Linked DNA regions of Gossypium hirsutum: all the other regions are linked to region 2. The links are chromatin contacts, called in public Hi-C maps. All regions are on one chromosome and are shown on one strand. The core of a region is the stretch at or near the end of the contact, and the rest is flanking DNA. Distances in the headings are between cores, read along the strand shown.

Region 1 (3,157 bases), core at 404-2,903, 250 kb before region 2:
AAGTCCAATAGTACTTGCAGTTGGTCAAATGTCTTAGGCCTGCAAAACAATATAAAAGGAATATAACTCATTGATCTCGTAGCAGAATCTTAAGTCATATATGATGTTCAAGCTCAATGCAATACCATAACCATAGCCCACAAATACTTAAACTTAACCAAACTGGGTAAATAATTCAACAAGTTAAGATGCATACTTTCAACAGGCTCCTCAGGGCCGAAGTGTAAACTTACTTTGTTTCCATTGTCAACATCACGAAACTCTACCTGTAGTTTTAGGGGGGGAACAATTATTTTAGTTAATTTTCTGTTATTGTAGCTCACTAAAGAATATGAGCAATTAGGAATATTGTGAAAAGTGAACAATACATATTTATCAAATTTCTATTACAGACTTTTGCACTTATTTACAGTGAGAATTCTGCAACTCTAAAATAATTAAACAACACATAAAAAAGCAAAAAAATTAGAAAATGAAAAAAGTTAACATTTCTTACTCCAAACGTAACAAAATGAAATCGAATTCCATTTTGCTTTTGCATTCAAACAGACGCAAGTAGCATCCATAATACTCAGAATTGATTGAGCAAATGTAATACTTAACCCTTCTATGAGAGATCAGATAAAAAGCTCAGTAGAAAGCACAAATTTAAAGAAAAAGCCGGAGATAGGAATAATAAGAGGAAAATGAGAAAAGAAGTAAGCATGGCAAGCGAAGCAGTAAAGGTCAGAGCTTTTAGCTGCAAGGGAGTTTAGGTGGAATTGGCAATGGTGTAGCCATGGGATCTTGATTGGTTAGGGTAATCGATGGAATGTGACCTCAATAAGAAAGCTGACGGTGGTAGGAGAGTGGTGTGAAGGAAGAAAAACAAGAAGAATGACAGAAAGAGCAGAACAAATAGCTTAACTTTGTTCACATTTTACAACCCAAGCTACGCAAACAAATAAGCAAAAAGTTGGTAAAAAAATGGCAGCATAGCCTCATTTGAACTCGACGCCGATAGCGGCAGTTGGAGACGACGGTGGCGACTGGTGAACTTCAAGGCAGCAGATACAATAGTAGCTAGAAAGGGGTAACACCATAGCACAGCCACTTAAATCATGAAACAAAAATTAAGAAACAAAAATTTAGCATGAAACATTTACAAAATTCACACAAACAAACTAAGAACATTTTAAAATAATTTGCTGAAGCTTTTGATTCATTAAAACCCAAAATAATTCAGCTACCAAATCAAACTCTAGAAACCCCCCCCAAAAAAAAGAACACAAAAATTATGAGGATCTAATGAAGAAACCGAGAAGGATCAGAGTGAGACCGAAAAAGAACTTTAACTAACAAAATCATAGGAAAAAAAAAGAATCAAAGGCGATCACTTACCGTAAATAAGGAGGTTCAACGGAAGGAAGATGAAGATGGTGAATGAAGCTTGATTTTTCGTCGATTAAGGATCCAATTTCTATAGGGTTTACTTTGGGAAAAATGTTTATGAAGAAATTGTCGGAAGTGTAAAAGTGAAAACGACGAAGATGAAGATGAGAGACAGGATATTTTGGTCCAAAATAGGGAAAAATGTTATTACTCGTTCCTTTGAATAGCTAATCAGACCCCAAGCCCCTGAATTGCTATTACGGGCCGTAGTATCATGGAAGCTGATTCCATTCAGCGTGTAATAGCCATTACAGGCAACCAAATGTTGGTTTGGTGGTGGGCCCATTGAATTGGGCTATAATTTATTCCTATTACACCCAACCAAACATTGCCTTATTATCGTTAAGAAAACCAGCTAAATACCCAGTTCTTTTAAGCCTATGATTTAAGCCCATTAAATATAAAAAATCACTTTCTTTTCCACATTTAGATTCCAACAAGAATTAGAAGAATTTTCCTATTCTTCGCTTGAAGAAAGGATAAATTAAAAAAAAGTATATGAAACAAGCTAATAACTGAGGGTAAATTCACCTACTTTCCTATCAAGTCATATCAAACTGTGTCTAGTAGGAGGCATTATCAAAAATGTAACGAGAAAGATTTTCTTCAACAACTAAAAACAGTTAGTTTATTTACTGTATAAACTCAAATCATTTTTTTATTTTATTTGCTATATAAATTAGTTTTTTTTTCATTTAAATCACATTCTAATAGTTGTATCAATTCACTTAATTCATCCATTCTTTCAATTCTCTAAATTTTTTAGTTATCAAATTTTCATTCAATTTTTCTCAAAATCTTGTTGTTTTAATTTTATACTTTGTAATTTCTTTTTTTAATTGATTTTTATAATGAAAATTATGCTTATTCGTTTTGAGGACAATCACATTTTTTGTGTCCTATTGTAAATGGTAAGAAAATTTATTAAAATTTTTAATTTTAATTAAGTTCATTATTAAGTTGTTAATATTATTAATTTTATAATTTTTTTATGTTTATATAATCAGGCCAAAAATCAAATTTTAGAGACGTACATACACAATTTAATTGTGAGGGCACCACGTGTTAGTGAATAACACTTGCAAGAGGTGAGATTCTTGCACATGTCTCGTATGGTAGAGGGGACTAAACAAGATCCCACATTTATTCGTGCTTTGATGGAAAGATGGAGACCTGAGACATACACATTCTATCTTTCGTGCAGTGAGTGTACTATTACACTCAAGGACGTAGCTTTACAATTCAGTTTATCGGTGGATGGACCAATCATTACAGCGGCAATGTCATTGGCGATTGGAGTGCAATTTGCAAGCAACTATTAGGGAAGATACTATGGTTGGAAGAAAATTTCAATTATATCGACAACTTCGTGATTACCATTAAAAGAGAATAATATGCCCCGGGCATTCATCCTAAGGTCAATCAGGGGTTTTCTAATGTTTGATAAATCTCAAAATCTAGTACATTTAAGGTAGATACTACAACTCGTCGACTTGAAAGAAGCAGGACAACTTAGTTGGAGATAAATTATATTGGCCACATTGTACTGAGAGATGTATCGGGCGACGCAACCAAAAAAAAATTAAAATCGGTGGTTGCATACTCCTTCTAAGGACATGAGCATGGTATCAACTATCATTTTTATGTTCCCAAGTAAACACCCCTTATTCTTTCCCACTCGTAATAAGGTAAAATACATTTGATAAGATAGTTATCATAATACTTT
Region 2 (3,123 bases), core at 28-2,527:
TAACAATAAAAATAAATATCATATGTAGTTTGATCTAATTGCTTTAGCATTGCATATTGGTTGGGTTATTCACTCTTTAACATTCAACGTATAGTCCTTATTACATCTAAATATGAATTTGCATCATTAAGATTATCAAGATTTTTTTCTTCCATATAATACTCTTCAAAGTTTGAATAATTTCAATTTCACCTATAAATAAAGTTATAAAGTATATAACATGCTGGTATGATCCAATCTTTTTCTTTTCTTTTTTTTTAATGTTATGCTAAGGTGGTGCTATTAATATAGGCAACCTTTTTTTAGAATAATAAATGTCTTCTTAACCATATTTTGGAAGCTTTCAATGTCTCAAATTAAAGAGTTTCACAAGTTGTCTCTAGTACTTATGTTTGGCTCCATTCTCTCAAATGGTATCGTACCACATGATATGGTGCAAGAAAATATTTTTGCATTTCCATAGGTAGCATCTACCACATTATATTTGGGTTCCCAGCGCAAACAAACTATAGTTTTAATTATATAAACTCAATTTGAAAAAAAGACTTATGCTAGGCTATACCCTTTCTATAATAAGTACTTCAGTTAAAATAATATAATTTTTATAATATATAACCTTTTTAAAGAAATGTTTTATAAAATATCCAATAACTTTCAAACATCTCTTATAAATAAGATAATTTTTGTCATAACTTTAGGAAGTTATTTTTTTATAAATAAATAATGCAAAAAATTATAACATTTGTTATAAATATTTTCTATACTATATAGCATGGACACGTACAATGGTGGGCCTAATAAAAATTTTAAAAATTTTAAGAGTTTAATGAGATTTTTTTTAAAAAACAATTGAGGTCTAATTGAAAATTTTGTGAGATTAATAAGAATTTTCATAAATTTGAGGAAGCTTAATTAAAATTTTCTAAAAATTTCAAGGAAAAAAAAACCAATTTTTCTTAAAATTTTGAGGGCCAAGGCCTTCTAGAGGATCTGCCCCTAGATGCGTAAATAAGTTTTGCCCATACTTTATGATTATAACTTTTTATAAGTAAGTAGATTATAACATTTTTATAACATTAAATTTATTTTTATAATATAATTTTTTATTATAACTTTCAAAATTACATATAAATTATTTTTTATAACATAATTTTTTAAGATTTATAATATAGTCGTAGAAACTTTTGGCCATACCCATACCAAACACTCCTACTTATTTATCATTATAATATAATTTTTTATAACTTATATAAAAATAATTTTTGAAGTTAAATCATGGAGTATTCAATCTTCTATTTGAATGTTGATTTTCAAGGTTGTCTTGAAAAGGGCAATTTCTAAGGTCCACTAAACCATGATAAACCGGTCGAATATGAAGCCCAAACCCAATCTCGACCGTCTGGTCAAGAACAACCCTAAAACCCTAATTTCCCTTTCCCATTTCTCATCCTACTATATAACCCTACTGTAACCCTAATCTCCATTTTAACCGAGCATAAACGCATCGTCTTGGCCTTTTGTTACTAATACTACCAACCCAAAATGGCAGTGAAGCCCTCCAAAGCCGACAAGAAAATCGCCTACGATGCTAAATTATGTCAACTCTTAGACGAGTACACCCAGATCTTAATTGCGGCAGCCGACAATGTGGGTTCGAATCAGCTCCAGGACATTCGCAAAGGTCTTCGAGGTGACTCAGTTGTTCTCATGGGTAAAAATACAATGATGAAAAGGTCCGTCCGTATGCACGCTGAGAAAACCGGAAACCAGGCTTTCCTTAACCTTATCCCCTTGCTTCAGGTTCTTTAAACTTCTAATATTTATTAATATATATTATTTTGTATATTGGGCTCATTATTATTTTGTGTATAGAGCAATGAAGTGATTGTTTTATGGGTTTTTTAAATCAGGGAAATGTTGGTTTGATTTTTACCAAGGGTGATTTGAAGGAAGTCAGTGAGGAAGTTGCCAAGTACAAGGTTTGTTATTACATCTTTCATATGAATTAAAATTGAAATATTTGATATTAGAATTGTTTCTGTCATTCTTTTTTTGTCAATGTTGCAATGTAATAAATGGAAAATCGAATTAAGAACATGTGAACTTGATATTTCATATTCTGTTGAAGTTATTGTTATGTTGTTGAAAGTAGGTATTTATCTTTCACATTGATTTAATAATATTTTAGCTTTTTGATAGCTGAGAAATTCCATTCTCAGTATTTGGGCTCGATTGTAAGAAGTTAAGTTGAATGTATGCTTTTGGGGATTCATTCTTTGCTTTCAACTCACTTGCTAACGTATTGTGATTGTTTGCGGCAATCCATTTTCTTAAATTAAGCAATGGATTTGATACCAGTCCAATTGTGGAGTTCTATCTGGTTTTCTTTTGGTTCTGGATTTAGAATGGGGACACCATTTGCTTCTGGTTCATTTGCTAGTATATTATAATAGTTTACTTGAACCCCCATACTTGAATTAACCAATACATTCGATGGAAATCTCTTTGTGGAGTCCAATTGTGTGTCCTTTTGGTTCTAGATTTGAAACTCATATGTTGTATTTTGAATCAGACTATCATGAATTTTTTCTTGGTTCTGTAAAGTTCCAAGTTAATTTAATGTAGTTGTTTATTGCTAAATAGTGTGTTATTGGATCTGGCTTCAAAAGTTGAGAGATTCATTGTTTGCTGCTGGTTCATTTCCTAGTAAGTTATAATAGTTTTCATTTGAATGTATTATGAATTTCTTCTTGGTGCTATGAAGTTCAACTTCGTTTGATGTAATGGTTGTTTCTTGCTAAAATATCTTGTTTTCTCGATGTGCTTGGATTTACTATCATATTTTGTTTTGAACAGGTTGGAGCTCCTGCTCGTGTTGGTCTGGTTGCACCCATTGATGTGGTTGTCCCACCTGGCAACACTGGGCTTGACCCTTCACAAACTTCTTTCTTCCAGGTACTGCACTTTGTCTGCCAGTGATATCTTGTGTTTTAGGTGTTAGAACCACTGCTGGGTTCAAATCATTAATTTTGTTACATTTCAGGTGCTTAATATTCCAACCAAGATTAACAAGGGTACTGTTGAAATTATCACTCCTGTGGAGCTTATCAAGAAGGGCGACAA
Region 3 (3,158 bases), core at 615-3,114, 140 kb after region 2:
AAGGGAGGGTGGGAACTGTAATTGCTCTGAATTTGGATGAACTCGCCAGAATAGTGAACTTCGAAATTGTAGGAGATTCTAAATGAAGTTCATGCTCTGAGCACATTAATAAGAAGATAGATAAAAATAAATAAGATGAAGAGATGAAAAAATAGAAAAGAATCTGTTAAAAAAATAACAGTAAAGTTCAAAATAAAAATAAAAACGAACATATAAGTCTAAAAAATAAAATAAAAAAGAAATAACAAAAGAAAAAGAAAAAGAAAAAGAAATAAAACATAAAACAAAATAAAATCTAAACAATTTAAAAGAAAATAAAAAATATAAAAAAATCTAATACTATTTTAATAAAAAACTTAGCAGAATAAAAATAGAAATAATAATATTATAATAAAACAAATATAATAAATAAAATAACAAAAAAAGAGAGGGCGGGTGCGTACCCACGATGGTGTTGGGGGAAGGAAAAAAAATTGAAAACCCCCTAGTATTAAAAGAGGGAACATGGCCGTATGGCCAAACTATGGTCATATGGCTAGGCCATGTAGCTTATTAGAAAATTTTAAAAATTTGCTTTAGTGTCTAGACGGCCTTTGCATGACTGTGTGACTAGGCTATGTGTCATACACGACCGTGTGGCCATGCTGTGTGGTATCACTCAGACTGTGTGTTGTTGTTGTTCGCTTCTCCCATGCTTGTGTACATGGGCATCTGGGTCACATGATCGTGTCTTTAGGCCGTGTGCCTCCACTAAGACCGTGAGGGTCAAAAAATAATTTTGAAAAATTAGCTCCAACATTCACACTACCTATGACACGCTCGTGTGTGACACACGAGCGTGCGGATCACCCCAGACCATGTGGACAACTTTTTGATATATTTCACTATGATCACTTTTCACTGTCTTGGCTTTTATTTGTTCTATGCTTTTATCACACTCGCTTTGCTTTTAACCTTCACAATGCTTTTGTTCGCTGATTCATTTTTAATTTAAAACACATACTTGTAAAGATTTTATACTTATTATACCGTGCCTTTTCAATAACTATGGATTTAATTACTGATTATTCAAATTTAAACAACCTATTATTCAACAAATATATATACCTACTCGTATATACCTATGTCATTTGGTACATTTAACTCCTTTTTCTTTTTTACAATTTAACAAATTAAAAAAACTAGTCTAAATGCAAATAACCTAAAATTGTTTATTTTCAAGCTAAATTTACAGTTTAATCAAACAACCCATGGACATGCTCTTAACCAATCACTTGTATTTCTATAAGCGCAAGCACAGACACAACATAAAGAAAAAATTCAACTAAAAATATTACAAAAATTTAACAGAAATACCAATGAAACATTTAAAAATTAAAAACTCTATATCACCCCACACTTTATTTAACACATTGTCCCTAATGTTCTCCAATAATAATGAAGAAACAAAATTACCCATTTTAACATGTCAGTGTCGCGAATGTTGTTGGATCATTTCGTACTTTTCGGTTTAGCTCTAAAAAACTTTGTGCCATAAAAACTATGAGTTCCTACACATAATTTTTTTTTACAATTAAAAAAAAATCTAATTAAGCTTGAAAATAGAAATTATGCTAAATTTTTTAAAATAAAATAAAAATCTAACTAACAGTATGAATTTTTTTTTTGTAAAAAGAAAAGAAGTTATAAATTGAAAAATTCCCTCATAAGTCTACAATAGTGTCGTTATCAAACTTTTCTGAGCTCACACCATTCTCGTCCAAGACGAACCTCGTCTCTTTCCTTCTTGATGTGGATGGTCCTTCTTATGCGAGCTGGAAGGTGTCGGGTATGTCGCAGACGGGGATCCCTCTTTCTTGTGGTCTAGATCGTGCACTACCACTTTGTGGCGTTATCGAAGGATCTACATCCGTTGGGCTGGTGCAGAAATAGGGCCATTGGAAGTTGTTTACGCTTGATTGCTCAGCAAAACGGGCCATCCACCTTGTTTGGTACTCGACATGGGTCAATATCTACATGAGAATTTCCTTATTCATCGGGTTTGCTGGATTGGGGCTCTTCCATTGGTTTCGGGAGCCCATGGTCTCTGGTGTACTCCCGATGTGCAGCTACTTGTTCATTCTTCCTTTCCATTCGAATTGTATGTTGATTATAAAACCACTCAATAATAATATCGTTTAGAACACCCTTTGGTGGGCAAGTCGATTCCTCGGGATCTATCACAACACCGACCCTCCTACACATCTCTATGATTATATGTGGATACGAAAGTCCTTGTGTGTGCCCTCTGGCACATTTTTTGCATTTTGTAATGGATCTGATCCCCCAAATTTATCTTTCAACTCTGGAAAATCTCATACAAGAAAAGAGCATGATCATGGGTCTGTGACATGCTGAGCAGGAAAAAAAATTGCAATAATAAAGTACATACACATTTTAGCCTTAGAGGTCATGATGGATCGTTGGAATTGTAAGAGTTCTCTGGTCACTGCTTTACAAGTCTAGATGCCTTTACCTTCAGTTAACGAGTTTATAATTTCGTCATAATCCACCTCATTTTCTTGTAAATTTTCATAAAATTCTGGGATATAGTGAGGTGTTTTATAAATCACCTTGATTGCAGTAGGAGAGGCTTCTACGAAAATGCCTCTCATGAAGACTTTATTGTCTTACGCCTCAGGGAAACTCACGTAGAATTCCTACATAATTGATATAACTAACGATTTTAGAGGTATTCGACAAAATTGGAACCACCATAAGCGATCGTCCTTGGTTATGATCGGATTGTGAAATAATTGCATGGAAAAATTGAATCCATGCTCAGGTATTAGCAATTTATCCAAAAAATTATCGACTTGGGTCACAACGTCATTGAAGACAAATCGTCTCCATGGTTCATCAAGAGCATTGCACTTCTTGATTTTTTGAGACATTGGACTTTTACGAGGGGCCATACTAACCAATTATACAATTCCAATAATCAATGGGAACAATAGAATTGGTGCAAAAAGTCCAAATTCTCTAATCTACTATTCGAAATTCAACTTAAATATATAAGACTAGAGGAAGGTGTGATATCACTGGGCTTTTTTTAAAGTTGAAACTTTCGCGTCATAGTGTGTCCTCATAGGTCACCGTGTTTGTCTTTGTTGGAGAAG

The links. A called contact is a pair of places that touch in the nucleus more often than the background predicts.
Region 1: a Hi-C map of leaf shows a contact between it and region 2, with 2.5 times the contacts expected there. The contact joins the promoter of LOC107941173 here to the promoter of LOC107960342 in region 2. A contact is called at or near these places in 17 of 34 Hi-C or Micro-C datasets (anther, callus, fibers and 4 more).
Region 3: a Hi-C map of leaf shows a contact between it and region 2, with 2.9 times the contacts expected there. The contact joins the enhancer-like site here to the promoter of LOC107960342 in region 2. A contact is called at or near these places in 11 of 34 Hi-C or Micro-C datasets (anther, callus, fibers and 3 more).

Annotation. Positions count from the first base shown.
Region 1 is chrA05:78,565,094-78,568,250 of Gossypium_hirsutum_v2.1, reverse strand. It overlaps LOC107941173 (auxin transporter-like protein 2), which reads right to left and starts at 1,653. Exons shown (of 11, transcript XM_016874728.2): 1 at 1,381-1,653; 2 at 1-39.
Region 2 is chrA05:78,317,572-78,320,694 of Gossypium_hirsutum_v2.1, reverse strand. It overlaps LOC107960342 (60S acidic ribosomal protein P0), which reads left to right and starts at 1,277. Exons shown (of 5, transcript XM_016896677.2): 1 at 1,277-1,800; 2 at 1,911-1,979; 3 at 2,857-2,955; 4 at 3,044-3,123. The coding sequence starts at 1,543.
Region 3 is chrA05:78,175,642-78,178,799 of Gossypium_hirsutum_v2.1, reverse strand. No RefSeq gene overlaps it. Among protein-coding and RNA genes, the nearest start is that of LOC121229885, 6.7 kb to the left of the region's middle. Within about 2 kb of position 1,864, at least 7 of the 9 cell types and tissues checked have an H3K27ac peak or open chromatin away from gene starts, as enhancers often do. A contact at or near this core is called in fibers, hypocotyl and leaf, where this site is marked.